Regions from separate parts of the Mus musculus genome. Here regions 2 and 3 are each linked to region 1. The links are chromatin contacts, called in public Hi-C maps. All regions are on one chromosome and are shown on one strand. The core of a region is the stretch at or near the end of the contact, and the rest is flanking DNA. Distances in the headings are between cores, read along the strand shown. Region 1 has its middle 150 kb from the start of Gm39450. Region 2 overlaps Rbms3 (RNA binding motif, single stranded interacting protein). Region 3 overlaps Zcwpw2 (zinc finger, CW type with PWWP domain 2).

Evidence for each region. Hi-C and Micro-C count contacts between places; a contact is called where the count stands out from the background.
Region 2: a contact with region 1 is called in a Hi-C map of tail fibroblasts, with 2.8 times the contacts expected there. The contact joins two enhancer-like sites. A contact is called at or near these places in 2 of 484 Hi-C or Micro-C datasets (nephron progenitors and tail fibroblasts).
Region 3: a Hi-C map of the N1E-115 cell line shows a contact between it and region 1, with 3 times the contacts expected there. The contact joins two enhancer-like sites. A contact is called at or near these places in 2 of 484 Hi-C or Micro-C datasets (the N1E-115 cell line and adipose-derived mesenchymal stem cells).

What each region holds. Positions count from the first base shown.
Region 1 is chr9:117,569,524-117,573,655 of GRCm38.p6, forward strand. It overlaps a transcript of Rbms3 not described here. Among named protein-coding and RNA genes, the nearest start is that of Gm39450, 150 kb to the right of the region's middle. Within about 2 kb of position 1,843, at least 50 of the 459 cell types and tissues checked have an H3K27ac peak or open chromatin away from gene starts, as enhancers often do. A contact at or near this core is called in the N1E-115 cell line, adipose-derived mesenchymal stem cells and tail fibroblasts, where this site is marked.
Region 2 is chr9:117,151,968-117,156,099 of GRCm38.p6, forward strand. The region is part of intron 1 of Rbms3 (RNA binding motif, single stranded interacting protein); the gene reads right to left. Among named protein-coding and RNA genes, the nearest start is that of Gm39452, 40 kb to the right of the region's middle. Within about 2 kb of position 2,249, at least 60 of the 459 cell types and tissues checked have an H3K27ac peak or open chromatin away from gene starts, as enhancers often do. A contact at or near this core is called in tail fibroblasts, where this site is marked.
Region 3 is chr9:117,954,651-117,958,782 of GRCm38.p6, forward strand. The region is part of intron 5 of Zcwpw2 (zinc finger, CW type with PWWP domain 2); the gene reads right to left. Among named protein-coding and RNA genes, the nearest start is that of Azi2, 84 kb to the right of the region's middle. Within about 2 kb of position 1,736, at least 35 of the 459 cell types and tissues checked have an H3K27ac peak or open chromatin away from gene starts, as enhancers often do. A contact at or near this core is called in the N1E-115 cell line and adipose-derived mesenchymal stem cells, where this site is marked.

The DNA.
Region 1 (4,132 bases), core at 593-3,092:
CTACAGTGTCATGTGTACACCACTCTATAGTGTCAGGTGTATACTAGTCTACAGTGTCAGGTGTTCACCACTCTACAGTGTCAGGTGTTCACCACTCTACAGTGTCAGGTGTTCACCACTCTATAGTGTCAGGTGTATACTAGTCTACAGTGTCAGGTGTTCACCACTCTATAGTGTCAGGTGTATACTAGTCTACAGTGACAGGTGTTTACCACTCTACAGTGTCAGGTGGACACAACTCTACAGTATGAGGTATACAGCACTTTACAGTGTCAGGTGGACACAACTCTACAGTGCCAAAACTTCAGAGTGTCAGTGTATAACCCCTTACATGGTTCTCCTTAGAACCATGCCATATTTTTCTATGTCATTAGCAACTCTTTGATCATTTAAATAACATCATCTTCCTAATATTGAACTTTTCAAATTTTGCAAAATTATACTGCTGTAAATAATTCTATATTTTAACATTTATGTATGAATCATTTTCTGATCTAAATTATACCCATCCTTACACATAATTTTTGCAATAAGAATAACACCATTTTTGCTACCTCATAAGACTGAATTTTACTTATTACTTAAAAAGAACATTTTATAAATAGCTGCTTACACCAGCAAACAAGGGAAGACACTAGTAATGTATTGAATTATGTGATGAGAACCTGTTTCTCTCAACTCCCTGAAAACCAAATTGCATTCACTAAAATCTTTTCTGTAGGTGTGCGTGTGCACATGTTTTTGTACTCATGGAGGCTATGCTTGTGGGTGGGTGTTCACATGTGTAAGTCTGAGGTCATCCACAGCTATCAGTCCTCAAGAACTTTCCACCCTGTTTTCTGAGCCATAGTCTCTTAGTAGTATATAGAGCTTGTTGACTTAGCTAGGCCTACAGGCTCAGAGGACTCGGGATCCGCCCATCTCCACTTCTGCATCCTGAGATTATAAGCACATACCGCCACACTGGGGATTTTATGTGCACTCTGCGGCTCAATCTTAGATTTGTGTGCTCATATCCTGAGCCCTCCCACCAGGCCTTCAATGTAAATTCTTCCAAGATAGGGTCTTTTCCTTGGTTTAGGGCCATGTACTGATAATCTAATAGCCCATCTGTTTTGCTTCAGCTTTCCACAAGGAATTTTTCCCATGCTCTTAGCCAATGCACTGCCAAGAATAGGTCTCTCTCTATTCTCCCTCCTCATCTTACTTTGCACAGTATAAACACACGCAGCGTTGTCTTTTCCAAACCCACAATGTATGTTCTCCTTTTTAGGTGCTACTTGGTTGTTCAGCTTTGTGGAACCTGTGGAAACCCTGACAACTTTTTCCTTTCCTTGTGATGTTTTCCCCTCGGTGTCCTTTATTCTAGCATGTCCTAGGATATTGTCTTCTACTATATCCTCAACTAAACATGCATAATTTTCATATACAGATGGATGGCTTGAGAGAAACAAGCCATTGTGTATTTCTAGCCAGACATGCTTTTAAATGAAAACATAAAAGCATTTTAAAAAGTAGTTTTGCTGGCCATCTCTACAAATTCACCCCACAGAAACTAACTTATTTAGTGTGCATATGTGCTGTATGCTCTCAAGTCTGTGAGTTCGAATTCTACGCATCCAAGGAAGCCATGGACCACTATTGGGTACCCTTTTTCTATCGCTCTTTGCCTGATCCAACTGAGAGAAGGTCTTTCGCTGACTCTGGAGCTCAGCTAAAAGCCACAAGCCACAGTGATCCGTCTGTCTCAACCTCCACAGAACTAAGGGTATAAGCAGGGGCAGGGCGATATGCTTGCTCTTTAGATGTGTTCCAGGCATGAACTCATTTCCTTGTGCTTGTGCAACAAGCATTCTTACCTGCTGAGTCATCTCCCTTGCTGCTGAAATGCACTTTGGAGCTTGACCTATATCCTGAGAACTGTCTTTTCCTAGAAATGTATTCAGCTACATCCAGAGATCTATCATCCATTCCTAACACACTACCAGCCTCACTGTAAGTACTTAAAATGTGTATTTCACGGACATCTATCTACTGCATTAGATCAAGATCTCTTAAGATTCCATGATTCAGTGGAGACTACATTCACATCTTTCATCCAGTCAGTGTTCCAGTACCTACTTAGTCATGCACTCAACAATGACTTAACTAAAAACTGCACTGCATTAAGAACCAAACAGCTCTAGAGCAGGGGGTGTCAACCTCTGGATTGTGACGCCTTTGGAGGTCAAATGACCCTTTCACAGAGGTCACATGTCATAAATCCTGCATATCAGATATTTATTTATTCACCACAGTAGCAAAGTTACAGTTATGAATAAGCAATGAAATAATTTTATGATTAGGGATCACCACAACATGAGGAAATTTATTAAAGGGTCATAGCACTAGGACCAATTTAGGTTGAGAACCACTGGTCTAGCGAGAATAAACATTCTTTGCCCTTAGGAACATTACTAACCATTAACCATAATGAGTAAACCAAAAAATGAATTAGATGCTAGGACAGAAGGAAGACAAGACCAGGAATCTAAACAAAAGGCACTTAATAAAGGCAGGCAGAACCTGCTCAGAGAAGGAGGAGCCATGTCAAGACACCAGTAGGAGACTCTTGGTGGATTCTTTTTGCTGGTTTTGTTTTGTTTTGGTCTTCTGTATCTATTCCAGGCTGGTCTTGAACCTGCTATGCATTGAGGATAACCCTGAACTTCTAGTCTTCCCCCGTTCACCTCTGGAAAACTGGGATCACATGCACCACCTGCTGTGATGGAGAGCAAACTCAGGGCTTTGTGCATATGAGGCAAGCCGTCTCCCAACTGATATCTACCCTTAGACACTCTTGGTGTACACGTGGGAGGCCCTTAGCTCCTTCTTTGATCAGAAAGGACTCCTTACTGTTGTGAATAAAGGGTAGTATTCTAAATCTGTGTGCTTTTCTTCACTTCCACAAGAGTATTTGACTATGACAATAAGCACTTTACCATGAGTAGAGGTAAGGCAGCAAGGGAGCCACTGTTCAAGAGATCTCTGTTTTAATCTATGGAGGACTCAACTGAGTTCAGAAACTGTCTTTTCCCCAATGCAATTTCTATCTATGTAGCTGTGAGAGAAGTCCTTGTCATTCTGCTTGTTTGCACATCTACGTGAGCAAATGTAATTTCCTTGAGCTGGTGCATGTTAACTGAATTGGTGAGAAAAGAAGGGAAGTAATTATTCCAACCTAAGTAGATAACAGGACAAAAGGAGCCTGGACCTAGTTGTTTGTCCTTTGGCCCACATTCTTCCCAGGAGTCAAGACTTATGCAACTGTTTGCCTTAGGTGAGGAAAGAAATGTTGTTCACACACACTTTATAGACAGATCTCTGGGTACAAGCATTTTCTCTTGATCAGGGACTGTAGAATGTAACAGTAGTTTTGCATACAGTCCTCTGTAAGTGTAGAGGATAACAAGCAATTACCAGAAAGAGCAGGAAAGTCAACAGAAATGAGATCTGACCTCCCTTCTTTGCTGCTCACTTTCAATACTCTCTTCCTATATTCACACAAGTCCTCATTTTACCAATATTAGTGGAATGCAGAACTTGTTCTGACTCTAGTCCCTGCAGAAGACATGTTGTGCAACTAGGAGCAAAGTGTGTGACCATCATTTTATCCAATCCTGTCTGGCATTCACTATCAGCGGTATTGAAGGTTCTAGATGGTATCCTGACATTCCATGGCCTCTTAGTTATTTTTCCAATGCTGTGATAACATTCTCAGACAGAAGCAACTTAAAGGACAAAGAGCTCTAACTGAGAGCTCCAGGCTAAAGGTCATCACAATGGGGAAATTGGAGCAGCAGGTGCTTCATAGAGCTGGCCACATTGCATCTCTGACAAGAAGCAGAGAGGGATATATTCTTGCATGTACTTGATCCACTTTATTTCATACACTCCAGGATATTCTGCCCAGAGAATAGCCTTCCCCACAATAAAGATAATCTATCTACCTCAATTAAGGTAATAAAGATACCCACATAGGTGTGGCCATGTCCAGGCGATTCTGCATTCTGTCAAGTAGATAACACTACCTACAACACAAAGGCATCCTCAGTAGACTAGATCCGTTAGTAAGGTTTGATTTGCACTCTTC
Region 2 (4,132 bases), core at 999-3,498, 420 kb before region 1:
CTTGGGCATGAATAAAAGGGTGACCTTTCCTAGGAAGGCATTGAGTCATCTGCAGTAGCAAGGGAGCTTAGGAGGGAACATGAAGGCAGGGGGATGGCTTGGAAGGGTTGGAGATGTTATGCAGGAAGCCTTTTACATTTTCAGTGAAATGGCAGAGCTAGCTGGAGGAGAGAGAGTGTAGCAATTAGTCATGCTAGGTGAGTGGGAACATGAACAGACCCAGGCAAGAGAACACTCTGTGAGGCAGCATTGGGGCCCGCCCGAGGTAAGTGGGAAGGAATTAGAGAGAGGTCGATGAATCTTGCTCTCCAGTGTGGCTGTGATGTGTGCTTACAGGGAAAAAAAGAAAGCTGGATTCATCTGGAATTAGAAGTCTTCCACAGTAACAAGAAGGAGAGGGGAGGTGTTACATGAATATTTGTAATAGAATTATGATTTTCTTCTATGAAGTATCAGTGGGACACTGTGAACAATAAAGAAAAGATTACAATAAAAGCAATCCCTAGTTCGTGGTGTGATTACAATTAGTTTAGTAAGCACTGGTATGAGAAAAGCCAGACAGGGTGAACTAGAAGAACAGCAAGACCTGAGTCACCAAAGACCTGAAACCAGGATGATGAGTGATGGTTAGGTAATTGGTAATAACAGAGTCTGGGACAGTGCCACTGGGTGGGTGGCTGAGGACCAATAATGATGAAATTATATCGTGGGGGGAAAGGGTTAAAACCAGATAAACCACGAGGTGTGGCAGAAGGATGCCGAAGACCATGGGTCACCACAGAAACACAGCAGGCGTGTTTGTCACTCCTCATTGCGTTGCTGTGACAAGGTGTCTGGCAAAGGAGAGTTTACATAGGCTCACAGTTCAAGTCTACAGCAGCCCATCATGATAGGCAAGGCCTGTGGTCAGAGGATGGGGCAGCGGCTTCCATTACAAACTCAGTCAGGAAGCAGAGAGCAATACAAGCCAGGGCTCTGTTCCTTCTCTTCATTCAGCCCAAGAACTCAGTCCAGGGAATGGTGCTACTCATGTTCAGTGGGTCTCTCATCTCACAGACATGCCCAGATGTTTGTTTACATGGTTATTCTAAATCCTGTCCGTCAAGATTAACCATCGGGGTTTCATATGGTAAATGGGTTTAGGGAAGAGGTGGCAGAAACAGGCTGAAGATGGTAAAGAGAACACACATCATGGAGCCTGAAGGATCCACTTCCCCAGGATAAGGCAAAAGAAAGCAGTAACCCTGGGGTATCTACATTTCAGTTAGAAAAGGGAGCAAGAAAGAATTTTTATTTTTGTATTTGTTTTTTGGGGGTTTTTTATTTGTTCGGTTGCTTGGGGTTTTTTGTTTGTTTGTTTGTTTGGGTTTTGTTGTTGTTGTTTTGGGGTGGTGTTGTTGTTGTCGTGTTGTTGTTTTTCGAGACAGGGTTTCTCTGTATAGCCCTGGCAGTCCCGGAACTCATTCTGTAGACCAGGATGGCCTCAAATTCAGAAATCTGCCTGCCTCTGCCACCCAAGTGCTGGGATTAAAGGCGTGCGCCACCACTGCCCAGCAAGAAAGAATTTTTTTAAAGTGGAAATCAAGGACTTTTTTTTTTCCTTTTTGGTATTAGATGTTTCAACTTCCAGGGTACCCAGGATAGGGCTTGGATATGATTCTGTTTGCCAGAGGGTTCTAGAAGTCTTACCACGAATAGCCATGAAGGTTCCCTGGGCATTAATCATAATGGTGGCACTGGATGGACACGGTATACCCCAAAACTCCGTCTCGTTTTTTCTCCGTCCACGCTTGCTTTCCAGTTAGTATTTCTCTGAATGGCAAACCCCACGCCCGCGTCAAGCATGTATTATTCATGCTTTGCCTTTTCACCTGCCTGCTGCACACCAGAGGCAGAAATCGAGGTCAGAGATGGCGGAGGGGGCTGCTTAACAAGGTGTTGTTTTACATTTCAGGAGGCAGATCTTCTTGAGTCTCCGCGTCAGGAGTGCTTGTCTGGGACAGCTGGGATGGCGGTGACACCACAGACACATTTTCATTTACCAGAAAGGAGTAATCAGAGCGCAGTAAATGCGTCTTTCTCTCCTCCTGGCTCAGAGCGCAGGAATGTCAGAGGTCCTCAGGGAGCAAGGACGGTTTATGCAGAGCAGGAGGGCCGGAAGTGGCCTGTGGGTTTAGCAGCCTCGGAGTCTGTGAATTGTTCACATCTTTTCTCAGACCTCTTCTTTGAGACTCCAGACACCAAGGCAGAGTCTCCCCTGCTCTGCCGAGAATATGGTTAAGGCATCAAATTACCCTCACTGGTAGCAAATGTCTCTCCCTGTTTTATGACATAGGTGGCTTTAATAAAAATCTTCAGACCAGAAAAAAAGGGAGCTCTGAGCCCCTATTCAGGCTGCTACTTCCTTCCTGTTTCGCCAGGTGGCTTTTACTGTCTGGAGTCTTTTTTTTTTTTTTCTTTTTTCCGATGGTGGTGGGTGGGGGGTGGTCTTTACTCTTCAAACTACTGGACTTCCATCTTTCCTACTATAATTTTTGTCATTATCCATCACCACAGGGCAACCATTCACTTCAGAGCTGGTTGTCTCTGTAAGTTTACTATCATACAGCTCACAAAGACCTGTTCATTATGAGACAGAATTGGACACACTTCTCATGCGGCCTTGCTCATTTTCCCAGTGAGTCTGTGAGTTCATTGATCAGTTGCCTCCATTTTATAGGTTTAGGTGTGAACGCTGAGTATCTACACTCTCAGATGTAGTAGAGCCATAGTCTAACCCAGAATGGTCAGAACCTAGAACCCCCCGGCACCCTTAGCCAAGACCATACACTGCCTGCCAGGCACCGAGTCAGGGGCCAGGGAACTGTAGTGAGTGGAGAGATTGATCCAACTGAGCTCAGAGGCCAGAATGGGATTAGCTTTTCAATAAGAACAAAATCCTAGTCCCTGAGTCCCAAAGGCACACCCACACACAATAGTTCAAGTCTGAACAGCCATAAAGTTAAGGAGCCATCTGTAATGGTTCTCAAAGCTTGCCGGTAGACGGGTTCTCCTTGGCAAATCAATTCATAAGTGTAAGGAATGGGGGCAGATGGGAAGGAAGCTGAGAAAGAAATTTCTCTCTGCTGGGGTACAGGCTCCGCTAACCTTGGAGGAAAATATCTGCAACTCTAGAGAAGTGATCATTTTTCACTGACTTGATGCTAGGCATCCTGTGAGTTTTACAGATGCAGCCTCTCACTGATTCAAGGAACAGTCCAGAAGGTTCCCATAACATGAAAAGCCAAGCTCAGAGACACTAACTAAACAGGGTTTATATACACATTTGTTTGCTTATATTTTTTATTGGGGGCAGAGAAAGAACAACTTGTGGGGAGCTGGTTCTCTTTCTACCTTATAGGTTCTAGGGATTGAAAGTAGGTTGTCAAACTCCGTGGTAAGCAGTCATAACCACTGAGCCATCATGCCTGCCATCAAATGTGTTTCTGGTCCTGCTAGGATTATGATAATACCTCAATTAATGCAGAATAAACAACTCAAACCATCAGTTCATAATTTGAACATGGATCACTGGACTCAGGCATCTGTATTATTTTTAAGTATGAGTTGTTACACATAAGCTATCTCCTATCTTTCAGGAAGCTACCACTGGTCGTATACGCTACTAAAAACCGAAGAGCATCAATCAGATTTAAGGTCCACGGGTAACTGTTTATTATCTCTGTTATGAGATAATAAATCAATAAATATATTGGCGGTAGATATAAGTGCTAGCTTATAATTATACCACTATAATGCCTACGGAGTGTTACATTAAAACAGAGCAGGATACAGAATCTTTAAGAACACCTTCAGCTTAGATACTAGAATGAAATATAAAAGGACATAAGAAGGGAGAGGGAATGCAGAAATTAGTATCAGTTGTGTTTAGACGGGTAGTGTTCAATCTGAGAGTCCTGGCGATACCATTGGAAAGCCTCTAAAAATCCAAATGTCCCTTCCTCCAGTAAAACAGGAGGAGCCTGTGTTCCTCACACTTTCCTTCAGCACCTCTGAGCACCCTGCCTCTCTGGTTATCTCAGTCTTGTAACAGAGTCTCTGCTCCTACTGGGGGTGGAGGCAGGGTCACTCA
Region 3 (4,132 bases), core at 486-2,985, 390 kb after region 1:
AGGATCTGATTGTGTTTTGGATTTCCTCAGGATCTGTTGTTATGTCTCCCTTTTCATTTCTGATTTTGTTACTTAAGATGCTGTCTCTATGCCCTCTAGTGAGTTTGGCTAAGGGTTTATCTATCTTGTTGATTTTCTCAAAGAACCAGCTCCTCCTTTGGTTGATTCTTTGAATAGTTCTTGTTTCCACTTGGTTGATTTCACCCCTGAGTTTTATTATTTTCTGGCATCTACTCCTCTTGGGTGAATTTGCTTCCTTTTTTTCTAGAGCTTTTAGGTGTGTTGTCAAGCTGCTAGTGTGTGATCTCTCTAGTTTCTTTTTGGAGGCGCTCAGAGCTATGAGTTTCCCTATTAGAAATGCTTTCATTTTGTCCAATAAGTTTGCGTATGTTGTGGCTTCATTTTCATTAAACTCTAAAAAGTCTTTAATTTCTTTCTTTATTCCTTCCTTGACCAAGGTATCATTGAGAAGAGTGTTGTTCAGTTTCCACGTGAATGTCAGCTTTCTATTATTTATGTTGTTATTGAAGATCAGCCTTAGTCCATGGTGATCTGATAGGATGCATGGGACAATTTCAATATTTTTGTATCTGTTGAGCCTGTTTTGTGACCAATTATACGGTCAGTTTTGGAGAAGGTATCGTGAGGTGCTGAAAAGAAGGTATATCCTTTTGTTTTAGGATAAAATATCCTGTAGATATCTGTTAAATCCATTTGTTTCATAACTTCTGGTAGTTTCACTGTGACCCTGTTTAGTTTCTGTTTCCACAATCTGTCCATTGATGAAAGTGTGGTTTTGAAGTCTCCCACTATTATTGTGTGAGGTGCAATGTGTGCTTTGAGCTTTACTAAAATTTCTTTAATGAATGTGGCTGCCCTTTCATTTGGAGCATAGATATTCAGAATTGAGAGTTCCTTTTGGAAGATTTTACCTTTGATGAGTATGAAGTGTTCCTCCTTGTCTTTTTTGATAAATTTGGGTTTGAAGTTAGATAGTTCTATTAGATATTAGAATGGCTACTCCAGCTTGTTTCTTCAGATCATTTGCTTGAATGATTGTTTTCTAGCCTTTTATTCTGAGGTAGTGTCTGTCTTTGTCCCTGAGATGGGTTTCTTGTAAGCAGCAAAATGTTGGGTCCTGTTTGTGTAGCCAGTCTGTTAGTCTATCTCTTTTTATTGGGGAATTGAGTCCATTGACATTAAGAGATATTAAGGAAAAGTAATTGTTGCTTCCTAAAAGGGAACTTAAAAAACAATTCCTCTGACAGAGCTATAAAAGGACATGCTATAGAGATTTAACCTAAAAGAAAAACCAAAATAAGTGGAGATAAACAAGTTATTAAGCATTATGTACATCTACATGAACTCCAGATTCTGCGGGCTCAGGCCAGACAGAACCTCAGTCATCGTGGAGAGGGGACGTGGGTAGGAAGGCCCACTTCCACCTGAAGGGCTATTGGCAATGAGTAGAAAGTCACACCTCCAAGTGTCATGAACAGTGTCAACTTGATTGGCAGACTGCATTTCTTTGAGATGGATGAGGACTGAAATGATCGTTTTCTCTATTTTGGATGCTATTTTTTAAAGTGTGCAATTCTATTGTTTCTGATACATACACTACACATCAATTATCAATATGCTAGCCAGGTCAATTTTCAGCAGAGTCTGGTATTCCCATGACCTCTGGACAGCATCAGAGCCCAGAGCCTGGCAATGTGACTCACAAATGCCTTGCTGCCTCCTGCTCTCTGCAGTTGTTCTAAAGCTCTGTGGATTTCTTTGGTTGAGGGTCTTACCAGAGAGAATGACTAGAGTGTGCCTTCAAGCAGTGAACAGAGGCACAGAGGGAATTTTCTCTAAAAATAGAAGCTGGCTCCCAGTGCCACCTTGAACAAAAGCCATGAATGGTTTCCTATTAGCACCTCCAACTGTGGCTAAGGATGAGACTGGCTTCAAGCTTCAAGGGGCTCCATGAGTCGGCATTTTACCCAGAGACCTTAAAGGCTTGCTATTTAAATTTTCTAAAAGGCCTGCTCAGGAACTGAACACAAAAATTCAGGGTGGCTTGTCATTCACATTTCATTCATATCTGTAAAACACTTAAGAACAGTAAGAGTTAATTCCAACAAGGCACTGGGGAGGAAAGAAGCTGGGTTTGTGGTACAGCTGCGCAGCTGACAAAGGAGCCAGGAATCTGATTATCTGACCTCTGGCTGGAGGTTCTGTGAAAATCCAAGTCAGCTGCAAACATTTCCTGTTTCTGTGCAGTTTTTACTAAAGCCATTGGTCATTTCAGCAAGGGAGATGCTGGGAGATGGGGGATGTTGGCAGGGGACCCTGTTTCTAGGGAGACTTCTGAAATATTTAAAATAAATTGTTAAGAGCCGATGTTGAGAGAACATTTAATGGCTATATCACAGCATTATTTTTTTTTTACAAAGAAATGAATGTTCAGAATGTTACTGTGTGTTTCACCATTTTTCTACTATTATCCTCAACATTAAGAATACTCAGTGACTCCTTACCCTGTGGGAATTCTCAGCATCCAGTCTTGTAAGCCTAAACCCCAGAATAATACATAAGAACTGTTTTCTGACAGGATAGACAGAATCTCCCCCCAATTACACAATAAAAGACATAGTCTTAATCATTTTGTGCACCAACCCGTAAAAAATCCAGAGAGGACTCCCTGCACACAGATTCATGGGAGAAAAGGCAGGCCATCATTCCCTGTGGTCTGGGTGGGTGTGTTCTCCAGTGTACACTGGAGTAGCAATTTCTGATGTGTACCTTATATGGGAAAATTTTTTGAAACATTTGAGGACATTAAACATATAAACAAAAAGATAAATAGTCCCTCAAAGTCATCAGTAGATTATACAGAAGCCGAATGTTTATACACCAGAGTATATTACAAACATGAATTCTGTAATAAGTCAGTTCTATTAATTCTCACTGACATTGAACAGCAGCAGTTGCTGCAATTGAGCAGAGAAAGATCATCTAATATCTAGGGACATATCTGCAATCTATGAAACATAAAGTCATTACTCAAATTTCTATTTTACGTTATGCTAATAACCATTATTGATTTTGGTTTTGATGAAACTGAGGAAGGGGTGGTGAATAGTATCCCCAACAGACAAATTAAAAAATATTTTTCTACCTTCAGCTAATTCAAGCCACAGATGCAAAACCCATAAATATACAAGGTAAATTTTATTATTAACTCAAATTTCAAGTGAATTAATCTCAACTAAATCTTTAGATGAGTATTATGCACAGAAAAACAAAAGTAAAAAGGAAGTTATTCTTAGAACTTGAAGGTGATTTTGAAAAAGAAAATTTTCATTAGTAATAAGGACTAGAACAGTTTCTAAAGACAGGATCCAGGATAGCCCTGACTGGCCTGGAACTCTCCATGTAGCCAAGGATAACCTTGAACTCCTGACCCTCCTGCCCTAACTCCTGAGGCTGGGACTACAGGTATGTGCCACCTTGCCCAGATTAGTTTTTCTCTTTGTTTGCTTTTGTCATTTGTTTTTTTACTAATAATGTTTAAATTTTATAAGATTTATCACTAGAAACTTACTCATCAGTAGAAACATCACACACTAAAGTTAAGCAGACCCACATCTATACAGCCTGAGGACCGGCGTGGGAACAGAAGCCGCAGAGCCGCACGTGAAATCTCACACTTTCAGAATCAGCTCAAGTTCAGGTGCTTATGCGTGTTTTCACGGTGGTTGTTTTAGAAGTTATTTTGGTGGAACAGTGTGTTTGTTATGATATTTCACTCATATTTATAATAAGTAGCCTTTCCCTAAATCTAACAATGCTGCCCTCCTAGGGGACAATGGTAAACGTAAATGACACTTGGTAAGAGTTGATGTCTTTACAACTTCTTAGTCAACATAAGAGAAGAGAGTGAAATCACTAACTCTGCCCACATTCTGCAGTGACACTGCTGTGCTGCCTCCCATACTCTGCAAACCCCCAGTGTGCATTCAGGCCGGGCCCTGGACCCTTACAGACGATTGCTGTGTCTCCTGTGGCCATGAACTCCTTCCTGAGGAGAAGTAGCAGCCTTCACATGTAAAGCCCATGAGCAAAAGGATGGAATTTAAAAATC